Linked DNA regions of Rattus norvegicus: region 2 is linked to region 1. A link is a contact called in public Hi-C data. All regions are on one chromosome and are shown on one strand. Each heading gives the region's core, a stretch centred on a gene start, on an enhancer-like site or on the middle of the called end of the contact. The rest is flanking DNA. Distances are from core to core; before and after follow the strand shown.

The links. A called contact is a pair of places that touch in the nucleus more often than the background predicts.
Region 2: a Hi-C map of the A7r5 cell line shows a contact between it and region 1, with 2.0 times the contacts expected there. The contact joins the promoter of Gnai1 here to the enhancer-like site in region 1. A contact is called at or near these places in 6 of 12 Hi-C or Micro-C datasets (the A7r5 cell line, Schwann cells, frontal cortex and 2 more).

What each region holds. Positions count from the first base shown.
Region 1 is chr4:17,640,040-17,646,262 of GRCr8, forward strand. No RefSeq gene overlaps it. Among named protein-coding and RNA genes, the nearest start is that of Gnai1, 63 kb to the right of the region's middle. Within about 2 kb of position 3,447, at least 2 of the 93 cell types and tissues checked have an H3K27ac peak or open chromatin away from gene starts, as enhancers often do. A contact at or near this core is called in the A7r5 cell line, where this site is marked.
Region 2 is chr4:17,702,348-17,708,570 of GRCr8, forward strand. It overlaps Gnai1 (G protein subunit alpha i1), which reads left to right and starts at 3,714. Exons shown (of 8, transcript NM_013145.2): 1 at 3,714-4,050. The coding sequence starts at 3,933.

The DNA of each region.
Region 1 (6,223 bases), core at 2,197-4,696:
TGAGACTTGAAGTGCCAGAATGAGAGGATACCCACTCGCCCAGAGGGGAAGGGAGGATGGGACAGGATTGTGGGAGGGGATGTCCCGGAGGGGGAAGTGAGTGGGATGTAAAAATGAATAGGTTAAAAAAAATCAAATGAAAATGAAATAAAATAAAATAAGAACGAGTCTGCACAGAATGTTGTTTATCTTGTCTCTACAGTTCTGTCTGAAAGCTATGAGGTGAGTCTGGTCACTGCAGACTTTCATAGCAGGAACTGATTCAAGAATAACAGAGGGAGGGGCTCTGGTGTGGAAGATGATAAAACCTAAGAAATAAGGAGGGCATCCAAGGGATTTCATGTCAAAAGAATTCGGTTCATGGTAGGAAGGCAGAAAACCAAAAGAATTCCATGTGGGAATCAGCCTAGTGAACAAGGTGAGAGTGGAGAAATGCTGTGAACTTTGCAAGGAGAACTGGCGAGAGATGTTGAAAATGTTGGTGAATGTATTCTTATCTCCAACGAACACTTTTATTGGCAAAGGGGACCAACGTAAAAAGGAAAACAATGAAATGAAGCCTGTGGTGTTAGCCGGAAACCCAGAAGCCACAATAAGGCTCTGCCAATGAAAGCTCTTGCTAAACAATACTGGTGGCCTTCGCTTAATCCCTGAGACCCAGTGAAAGGAGGGAACAGACTCTTCAAAGTTGTCCTTTGACAGCCACATGTCATTTGCATTCTCTCTCACACACAACACACACTGATGCACAATAATGGACGATAGGTGATAACTGCCAGAAAAATCAGACGGATGGATGGATGGATGGATGGATGGACAGATGGATGGACAGACAAATGATAGACAATAGACAGATACATAGATATATAGATAGATTCATAGATACATACATACACAGATAGATGCATAGACAGAAAATAAAACATTAGTTTTATTAACTATAGATAAGACTTCAGGCTGAGATTTCAGATTCATTGGGTATTCTAGAAGATACTCTAAGAATAAGGTGGGCTCCTTCTCTTTCCATCAACCCTCATCTGACTGTCTGTCTGTCCATCTGTCCATCTATCTATCTATCTATCTATCTATCTATCTATCTATCTATCTATCTATCTGTGTGTTTAAAAATATACATATGTGTGTATTTATATATGAGCCTTGATAATGTGTTTAGGGTAATGTGTGATAAGGGTTAAAGGCACACCCCCTGGCACAGTTTGCTCAGAGCCAGGGCCAGACCAGAAAGGGCATTATCTGCATAGCAAGAGATGGGTGCAACGTGCACATGGGACTCTGCAGGCTTCTTTCCGTTTTCTACTCCAGCACCTCCTGTGGGTCTTTAGAGCACAGTCACAAGGCACACACACACACACGCACACACACACACACACACACACACACACGCACACACACATACACACACACACACACACACACACACTAATCAGTTTGGAAAACTGTAACAAAATATTGTAATGTCTGGGTTGAGTGACCCAGAGGTGAGAGGTAAGTTTCTCCCAGTGTGGGAGGCTGAATAAGACTGGTATATTGAGGGACTTAGTCCTGACAGAACTGGTTTTTTGCTATGTCATAGCACGGTATGTTCTCTTTCCTTGTTTGTGTCCATCAAGAGAAAAATTCATGGGGTTACCAATTTCACTGGATTGCAATTCCACATTCAAACCTCAGCTAACATTAATTACCTCTCTAAATAGGTATGTGGACTTATTTATTAATAGTTCTTAATTTGATATTGTAGTAAACTGCAAAATTAGCTTACATTGTATTTGTACTAAAAAGGAACTTTTTAATAAGAAGGAATAATGAAATACCTGACATACACATAAATAGGACAGATGGAAAGGGAGGGCCCCTCCCCATGAACTGTGTGCACTAAACCTCAAGTTAAATATTGGCACTAATGAAACATGATCCACTGAAGCAAACAGAACCACAAGAACAAATCTCCATAGAGAATTCTCTTAAGCTGGATAGTTTATGACAAAAGTTCATTCCTCTCCACTGAAATCTCTGCCCTCAGGTTTTTCCTCCCATCTTAGCTTGCCCTGACTGATGTCCCCCCCAGCGCATTCGTGTTGGTGTTCTAGGCTCTATCCTCAAACCTGAGCAGTTCTCATAATGGCTACAAGTGAAGCAGGGTCACCAACACATCAATGTGAGCCCTGCTTGCTTCTCCCCTTTTCTTATCCAGCAGGACCCAAAACTTAATCATATTTAATTGTTTTCTTCCAAATTCCCAAACTTCTCCATCCATACCAGCTTAATTATCTCAGAATTCATGGGCCTGAATTATTGCTACCTTTCCCTTCTCCCTGGCCTAAATCATTCAATGATTTATTCTGTTTTTCAACAGTATGCATTTAAGTTCTATTATGCATTAGCTGGAGGCTGACAGTTTCTGATCTCACATACATGCAGTGTATTGGAAGGTAAATGAACAGGTTGAGTAAATAATTCACTGGGCATGATGTGTACATACTTGTAATTCCATCTCCTCAGGTCCTCAGAATGACCACAAGCCAAAGATCTGCCTGGGTTACATAGAGAGTTAAGTGCTAGCCTGAAAAACTTAGTAAGACCATGTCTTGGAATAAAATTAATTATATATGGCTAGATAAATAGGGCATTGGCTTGATACCACAGGAAATGTTTAATTGACTTTAAATACAGTGTGATTGTGAGTAGAAAAGACTGTAAGAGTTATGAGGAGATATAACAAAATTATAATTCTAATTCAGTGTTCAGAAATAAGAATTAATTAATTAATTAATTAATTGCTGTATAAACATGAAGCCTGGGTACAGATCATCAGAATCCATATAAAAGGCATGGCAGTGTATGTCTGTAATCTCAGAGATGGCAAGATGGTGGGAACACCAAAAGCATGAAAACCAGCCAACCTGTCCTATTTGGGAAAGTTCAAGGCCAAGGAGACTCCTCACTTCTAAGACAAAGTAGAATTTGGCTTAAAATCTGACTGCCACAAACTTACAGTGCCTGTGAATGAATGAATAACCACACAGGAATGCATCGCAACTACACACACACACACACACACACACACACACACACACACACACAAAACTTAAAGGAGCATCAGATCTTAATATATACTATATATGTATGTACTATATATATATAATACATATATACACACACACATATATATGTATTTCTTCTCATCAAAAGACCCTTGCCCTGTAAAGGCAAGGACTGTATTTTGTTCAGCTTTGCTTCTACAATGATTTGGACACAAGACATAGATATGTATTTGGTTCTGATTTTATTCTCTGTTCTGTTTGAGTTGCTATTCAATGGATTTTGCATTATCCTGTTTCTCTTTCATGTGCTTTTCCTGAAGAAGCTGACAAGATGTTTCCGAGTGAGCGGTGCCAGGTGTCGACTCATTCGTGGAGTCACCATGGATACACATTCTGCTCTTTAATTTTGTGAGTCAGGAATCTTAATCATAGCAGTTAGTCTAGTGAAGGCCAGATTTTGGACTGTACTCCCCATGATCAGTTTCACCAATATATATATATATATATATATATATATACACACACACACACACACAAACACACACACACACACACACACACATACTCACATGCACAAGAACTCTGAGAAGTCTAAAGAGTGGTCTAAACAAATAAGAAAGACAACAAAGAAATACAAGTAACAAAATACTACAACCAATCTGAATCGTTCCACTTCAGCCTCAGGCAAACTCTCCAGAAAAAAAGCAAAAACCAGCCACATTCTTCACTAAAACACCGCAAGAACAATCTCCAGGCAACATACCAAAATCTTTCTCCTCTGAAACCTCTTGAGCTTCACAGTTCAAATCAGCCACTGTCCTTCCATGCATCTACTAGAATGGCCCACGAAGCCCCACTAAAGCCTTCCACTGCTTTAGAAAGTCCCCAATCCACATTCTTCCTAACAAAAATATGGTCACGTCTATCACAGTAATATCCAAATCCCTGGTATCAACTTCAGATTCTCCTTGCTGTAAAGAGACATCATGTTCAAGGCAACTATTGTTAAGGGACACCGTTTAATTGGGGCTGGCCTCCAGTTTCAGATGTTCAGTCCATTCTCCTCATGGCATGAAACCTCCAAGCAGGCACAGAGCTGAAGGAGCCAAGAGTTTAGTCATCAGCCAAAGACAGCAAAGAGAGGACTATCTCCTGCAGGTAGCCAGGGGGAGGATCCCTTTCCACTGGGAGGCACATGAACATAGGATCTCAAAGCCCAGCCCCACAGTGATGAACTTCCTCTAACAAGGCTATACCCACTTGGGCAAGACCACACCTCCTAACAGTGCCACTTCCCAAGGGTGAAGCATACTCAAACTACCACAGTGTATTTGCTATTTGGGGGAAAAGAACACGAGTAGGGATGACAGAAGGTATAGATTTAGTGTGTTTAAAATCAAACAGACCATGGTTTCAGTCTAACTATAGTTCTTAAGGCCTTCTTTATCTAAAAACCAGGAATCACTAAGTCTACAAGTAGGGTCATTATGAAAATTTAGTGATTCAACTTATGAAAATTTCCTGAGGGCCTATTGGTTTTATCCCATGAGACACAAAGTAAATATTCTCATTCTTTTATCTTTGTTACATAATCTGCATTCTTTTGTCCTAATTCCCCTCTAGACATATGACTTCCCAGAAGAAATAACATTTTACCTTCCTCCTTTTTTTTTTTAGAATCATCGAAATAACAGATCCTAAGGACCCTGTGTTGCAAAGTAAATACTTCTTCCTTTATTCAAAATCAATTGTGAATAAGTGGCCAACAGACTGCCCACTTTACATTTAAGTTATTAAAATATATAGATGCTGTTTGACTGGGAACAATGGGTACAACTGAAAATTCTTAGACTCCTTTCTCCTAAACAGGCAGAATTTTAGAATAGGTTGTTACAGATGTATAAAGTCAAGAACCTGGCCCAATGTGAATACCCTATAATATCCAATCTTATAAGGAAGTTGAGTGGACCATGGTGTCCAAGCATCTGGTCAAATTCTATTTCCATGTGTTTCTGTGAGGTTGCTTCTAGATATGATTGAACCACCAAACTGAGTAAAGATTTTGTGTGTGAGTAGGCCATATGCCACCAGCCAAGGGCCTGGTGGAATAAATGGACTGACAGTTCTTTGACACCTACTTGCATTCAGATGCAAGTGCTGATCCTAGACTGCCACTTTGCCAACTTCAGACCACAAACAACTTGTTAGCCTCCATAAAATACAAGCTAATATCATTCATATGTATGTATATGCATACATGTATAGGCATATATATTTCATATTTGTATGGAGATAGATGATGGATGGATGGGTGGGTGGATGGATGGATGGATGGATGGGTGGATGGGTAGGTGGATGGATGAATGGATGGATGGATAGATGGATGGATGGATGGATGGGTGGATGGGTGGGTGGGTGGGTGGATAGACTGAAGATAGGTATATATGCACTGCAGTTTTGATTTCTGAACTCTGAAGAACCCTGAATTATACAATCAGGTAACTTGGAGAAACCAAGAGAATGAAAGATGTTCGTAAGGCCTTCCTCAAAGGCACAGCTGTTGAGCAGGATTGTTGTAGATTAGCTTCAACACTGACTATCTCAAGCAATGCCAGTAGGTATCTGGATGAACATGTGATACAAGCATTTATGTAGAATCCTTGATTGGCCTTTGAATATGTAGTAGGGCACACAGGTAATCAAATTTCAGAGTTATTTGTTGCAGGAACAACTAATGCATCCTGGCCATCTCCCTGACAACCCAGTAGTTACATGATGTCTTTTTTTATATTTGCAACATTACACTTTTAAGGAAATGTTCAATCCATCTCAAAAGTGCTTATTAAAGACACTGTAGAAGCTAAAGCATGCATTTTAAAATTCAAGAATTCAGAAATGTCTCCCACACATTCCTGTCTCTCTGCATACACAGGCATACACACACACACACACACACACACACACACACACACACACACACACTTGTATTGCTAGAAAATGTTTAAGGGAGAATAAGAGCTTTAGATTTTATTTATAGTTTGTTTAATACTTAATAAAATACTCTGATCATAAATTCTCAAATTTATTCTAAATTTTAGTTAGCCAATTATTATTAAAGTCTGTACTATATTTTTATATACTGTATAATATTATATATGTAG
Region 2 (6,223 bases), core at 2,464-4,963, 63 kb after region 1:
CACTAACCTTCTGATCTGTCACTCACTCTCTAATCCCCAGAGGTACTTGGCCCCAACTCCACACATACTAATCTATTCAAACCTCAAACCAACATCTCAGGTAACTGTGGCTTATTCTTGCAAGGGTATTATGAGTAGGGAAAGGATAGTTCCAGAAATTGTTTCTGTGGCATTACAGTCTCATTTTGAACTCAAATGGGACCAGGCCATTTGATGACTGAAAGGTATAGAGTCTTAAATGCTCATATAGGTCTAGAATGCTCAATCTAGATGTTGAAATCTTAGACTATGATGAATAAGCAGGAATTATGCACCTCTTTCCCTCACTCCAAGGTAGCTTTGTCAGCTGCAACATTCTCTCTGTATTTCTACATCTATTACCCAAAGTCACTTGGCCTCTGATTTATGACCTATCCTCATTCGTTTGGAAATAATGGTCAGCTCACATGCTTCTTCTCATTCCTACATTAAATATCCACAATTTTCTCCCAAGATACTTTATGAACAGTTTAGTATAGGCTTAGATTTTTCAAAAGCTACATTTAATAAGGGATCTCAAATGGTTTGAACCCCCACTTCTAGCCCACCATCCAAAGGTAGGGGAAAAAAGATGGTAAATAGGACAAGGGCATGGGGACCTGTTTAGAACTAGTTCTCTGGGGCAGTTCCAATCTTCGTTTGTCAGGATACCAGCGGTTCAATTCAGTAGTGTCAGGATAGCAAATATGAATCAGCAGAGGCAGCACCATCCAGCAGAAACTGCCAGGCTTCCAAATCAGCACAAATTAGTGGGAGTGACCAGGACCAATCAGTACACCTGGTTCTCTGCTGTTCCTCTCTCAATGAAGCAAAGATCAGTGAAGACTTGTGACCAACAAACTTGCAAAGCTAGCTATGCAAGCACTCTGTCACTGTCTGTTGAGTCCTATTATACTTTCTCCAAACATGTCCTGGGTCTTATGGATTATGGAGAATGGCTAAAGGATATGGGGTTTCTTTTGGGGGGCACAGAACATTTTACAAATGGTATGGTTATGGTTTTCCAACTCCATCTATAGTAAGAGCCACTGAACTGTACACTTCAAATGCATAGATATTCTGAAATTAGTATAGCTGTTAAAACGATCATGATTTTTCTAAAGGAAAATGAGTGTTCGGAAGTGGGGTTTTTAACCTCTGTAATTCCACTTTTACTGCTTCACTCTCTCTATATTAGATGATCTAGTGATGGTTGTCCCAACTCCTTTACTGTTGAATCCTATTTTGCAAGGTCATGATCAGATGTATTAGTCTGAGTGAAGGTTATCATCTCTGAATTACCAATGCCATCCACTCGTTAGGATGGTAGGTAACTCATTTGTTTTACATCTGATGCAAAGAGCTTTTCCCTTTTCTATCTCTGTTACTTTACTCAGGGGAATGTGGGCACACTTAGCACTCATGGTATCAAGTCCAACTCTTTACCTTAATCGTTATAGTTCTTTTCTAACTTTCATTTTAAACGTTCATTTTCATTCATCACATTCCTTTCAGCAGACTTCATTTCAATCATAAAATAATGGCTGCCTTCTATTCACACTCTGTTAATCTTTTAGTTAGATATTCATATGAACCAAAATAGTCCCTATTCTGGACTGAATGGTGATGTCTCCTCAGTTCTCTTAGGCTGAAGCCCTAACACTCTGTACTGGAAGGGAGGACCTTTGGGAAGTACATAGACAGAGATGGAGTCCTGAAAGTGGGGAGGGGGGCAACGACAGTAGAAGAAAGAATTTTCCTCTTCTCTCATTCCTGGTTCTCTTTCGCCTCCTTCTTCTACTTCTCCACTTAGTAAAGTGGCCATGCACTAGCCAGCAGGAGAACCCTCACTGGAGAGACTTGGATCCATTGGCCTTTTATCTTAGACTCCTCAGACTTGAGAAATAAAGTACATGCCGGTTGTTGAAGCCATGTGATTGCCGTACTTTGCTATGGCAACCAGTTCAGTGTTCCAGTGCACACTTCTTCAGTGGCTTGCCCACCAGCCTCCCTTGAGAGTCCTTCCTACATCCACACCGTCATTTTACAGCCTCTTCGAAGTTTGGTTTCCCTTCTTCTACTCATTTATTTTCTCACTTCCCCGACAAGCTTTTCAAAGGGAAGGTGTAAGCCATGTAATTCTTTGACAATTTCACTTGGTCCAAACATAAGGAGTGCAGCTGTGTTCGCCACTCCTCAGACCTGACTGATTCCCCATCTGGCCTGAACCATGGAGGAAGGGCAGTCAACTGACAGCTGCAAATGGCTCACTCACATTGGGTTGACTGTCACTTTCATGAATTCTGGACTTCCTGATGAACATTTCCAGTGCCAGGAAGTACAAAGGAGGTAGAAGGTGACCAAATATCCTAAAAGTGTGCAGGGTTTTCTTCTGTTTTGAAAGAATCCTAGGAAAGGCTCAGGAAGTTCTTAACACTGCTTATCTTGTGCTCAGCAAGTTTGACTCTAACAAAATGGCAACCTACAAGCTCTGCTTGCACTGAGGGACCCAACCTGCAGCTAAGCTACTGGGCCTGTGTCATCAGCTTAGACAGACCTTCGAACCCAACCCCAGATTTTCAAATGATTCTTTGAAAATCAGATTTTCAAACGGGAGCCAAAGACTAACTGCCTGATTTTTATCTCGCCAAGGAATGTATTTTCTCTCCTAGTACCTTCTTCATCTATTTAGTCAACATTTCTCCTATAATCAGCAGTGCAACTGACAAGAGAGAGCCCAACCTTCAACCTATGCTCCTCCCCTCATGCTGGGTGAAAAGCCATCTAGGCCTTGCCCTGACCTGGAAGGTTCAACAGCTCATCTGCCAGCAAAGAAGCTAAGGTCTGCAAAAAACAGATGCCATGGCTATTGGCACAGGAGTCACAACATGGCCATAAACATGGGTACTCAGCTTGGCGAGAAACTTACATGTGCCCTAAAGGCAGAGTGCAGACTTGCTTGTGTGTTTTATTGCCCTTGCCATTTTAAAAATAATTCTTTGATTCTTCGTCAAACGTTTTTGTCGGGTTACGAAGAAAATCCTTCAAAATGCGTCCCCTTATGAAAAGGAAGGTGAGCATAGATCACAGGGAAAGCCAGAGGAAAAGAAAGAGAAAAGGTAAGGGAGGAAGTGAGTATTGGCAACTCCAAGATTAAGATTCCCGCTTGGCTGATCGCCACTTCGGGTTTCGCTGAGCCCCATTTCTTGCTCATTTCGCTCTATTTCTCACGGTCCTTCACACAAGCCCACACATTTTGCAAACCCTTGCGTGGCTGCAGGCGCCAGGCATGCTCAAATGCCCAGGACTGCTTTTTTTTTTTTTTTTTTTTTTTTCCCCTTGTTCGCAACTTTGGCAAGCGTCCCACCCGCGCCCTTAAGGGACAGGTACCCACGGATCCCAGCAGCGGTCTCCGGAGCGTGGGAGGGGGCTAGTGAGCTCCAGGCTGGGGCTGGAGAAGTCAGCGGACGCACCGGGCACCTCGTGGGGGGGACGTGCAGGAAGCGCCGGGCTCGGCGATCACGCGGGCGCGCAGCGGTCGGAGGGGGCGCTGTCCGACGGCACGTGCGCGGGCGGGCGTGAGCGCGCGCTGGGAGTGGTCGCGGGGCGGGCAGGGGCGGGGCCGCGGCGGCGCGCGGACGCGGAGCTTGCTCGGGCTGTGTGCGGCTGCGGCTCGGCCACGGGCAGCTGCGGCGGCGGCGGCGGTAGCGGAGCCTAGCGGTCGCCGGGACTCGCGGGCGCGGATCGTAGAGCGTCGCGGGCGGGGACGGCCGCCCGAGGCGGCGGCGTATCGGTTAGCAGACCTCGCCTCCAGCTTGCCGGAGCTGAGGACCTAGCGGGGCCGCCTCCGGGCCAGCCTCTCCCCGCTCTGCCAGCCGGCCCCGGCGCCGAGGGCGCGGCGACGCTCGGCCACCATGGGCTGCACACTGAGCGCTGAGGACAAGGCGGCCGTGGAGCGCAGCAAGATGATCGACCGCAACCTCCGGGAGGACGGAGAGAAGGCGGCGCGCGAGGTCAAGCTGCTGCTGCTGGGTGAGCGCGGCCGTGGGGACCGGGCCCGGGTCGGGGGACAGCAAGGAGCGAGCGCGGCATCTCAGCCCTTGCACAACGCAGGAGGCTTCTTGGCCGGGGCGGTGACTGTCGCGCGACCTCACGGGCAGACCAGAGTGTGGCCGGGCGGCGGGACGCGTGGGAACCCTATCTTTGAAGTTGAGCTCTGCCCTCCCTAGATGAGGGACAATTCGGGACCACAAAGCCAAGCACCCTCTCTCCACGGACACCCCGTGGTGAGAGGTGTCATGAGGCGTTCTGCTTTGCCCACGCCTGGAAAGTGCCACGTTGGGTGGCCTCGGGGCTCTCTGTGTGGGGCCTCCGTGGGGTCTCAGTGATCTTGCCTGTCAACTTCATATGGCGACTCAGTGAGTGAAAAAGAGCGCTGAGGTTTTCCCTGCGTAAGGACTTGAGCTGCGCCGGAGGCTGGATTTTGCCTGGGTGGGGGATGGAAACCACCAAAGTTGGCTCACGTTTGCTCCCATAGTAGGAGAGGAAGATGCTTCGCGGGTGAAAAGAGCCCTGACAGGTGCGAAAGGCTCATTCTCCACCACAGGGTCGTCTCTCCACTGCGGTGTTCGCTCCAGTGAGGTTTGACAGGTGCACACCAGGCTTTCTTTATTCATTCTTAAAACACTGTTTTGCTGAAAGCCGACATGGAGGTCTTCCAGTTTTTTGAACGGAGGGGGAAAAAAGGAGTAAATCCGGATTTTGATTGAGTGATATAAGGAAAATATTCACAGGTTATATTATTATTATTATTATTATTATTATTATTATTATTATTATTATTATAGGTCTGTGAGTCGGGGTTTCCTTTTGCTTGTTTTCCTCCCACACTTGAGGTATTTGGGCAGATGATAGATTTCTTACAATCTTCATTTGCACTTCCAGTGATTTGCTTGTGTTCTTCTCACAGTCTGATAAAAAGGAAACATCACTGCACAAATCTGCTTTTTAGTAAGCTCCTGTTTCATTGGTTTAACGGCTGCAGAAAGATGGTGGTTATTTCGTTCTTTCTCCATTACTAGTAGGCTTAGGAGAAGCAAACTTGGCATGACTAAAAGTAATAATGATCTGAGTCATTTTGCAAGCAAACTGTGAAATAACTTTGCATTTTAAAGACCTGGGTGATGTTTTTTTTTTTTTTCACCCATCACAGCCTCCCCCATAAATCTTTCTCTGTAAATTGGATTGACTGAATTTTTATATTAGAAAGATACTGTGTTTTTATGAGGTCAGTGTGTTTTTAGAAGATTAGCTACAGAAGAGACAGGACTTGATACTGAACCAGGTGACTTACAATAAACATAAGATAAAAGGGTTAGACAGTTCTTTTCCTGTGGTTTCAGAGAACCTGCTCAGAAGGTCTTGTGGGTTACAATGCAGTTCTTGGAGCTGCCATCCACCACATTTAAAGCAGTTGTAAAATGACCCCTCCCTGGTAGTGGCAGCTTATCTTTTAATTAGACACCTATGAAAGATTTGAAAAATGGAATTTCGCTTCTGCCAGTTTCAGAATGCATGGCATCTCTTTTATGACTGTTGGCGATTTTTGAAGTTGATAGTTCTTTGTTGTTCCTGGGGAGGGGGTGTGTATCCTGTGTGTTGTAGGATGTCTAGCAATGGAGTTGACCTCCACCCATTAGCTGCTGAGGGCAGCCCAGCGTCTCTCATCTCCTAAAAATGTTGCCAAACGCCCCCTGGAGGCAGAAATGTAACCTCTGCGGAGAACCCCTGTTTTAGATTAATTATTAAATATAGTTGAGTGTGTAACATACAGCTGAAGTTGATTTCTCTTACCATCTGTGGTGAATTAATGAGAGATGAGTTCCAGGAGGAGTTATGATTCTTATTCCTCCAAATCAATGCATTAGAAGGATTCTAAAATTATCAACAGGCAAACAAACGGCAAATGGGTTCCTTTGCATGTTGTTTCTTGCTTGGAGGTTTGGCTTTTCTGGACAACTGTGTTTTCTGTCTAGAATTCCAGTCCATCCTTGTCTTCTTGTCTCTCACTTCTCTGACAGCCCAGTTCCCATTTAAAAGAGAAAAAAAAAAAAAAACCTTGTGTACTTATTTCACAAATCTTAATTCTTGTAATAATGAAAACATTTTTCTCCAAGTCAGACTTAGCAGTGAATTATGACCTTTA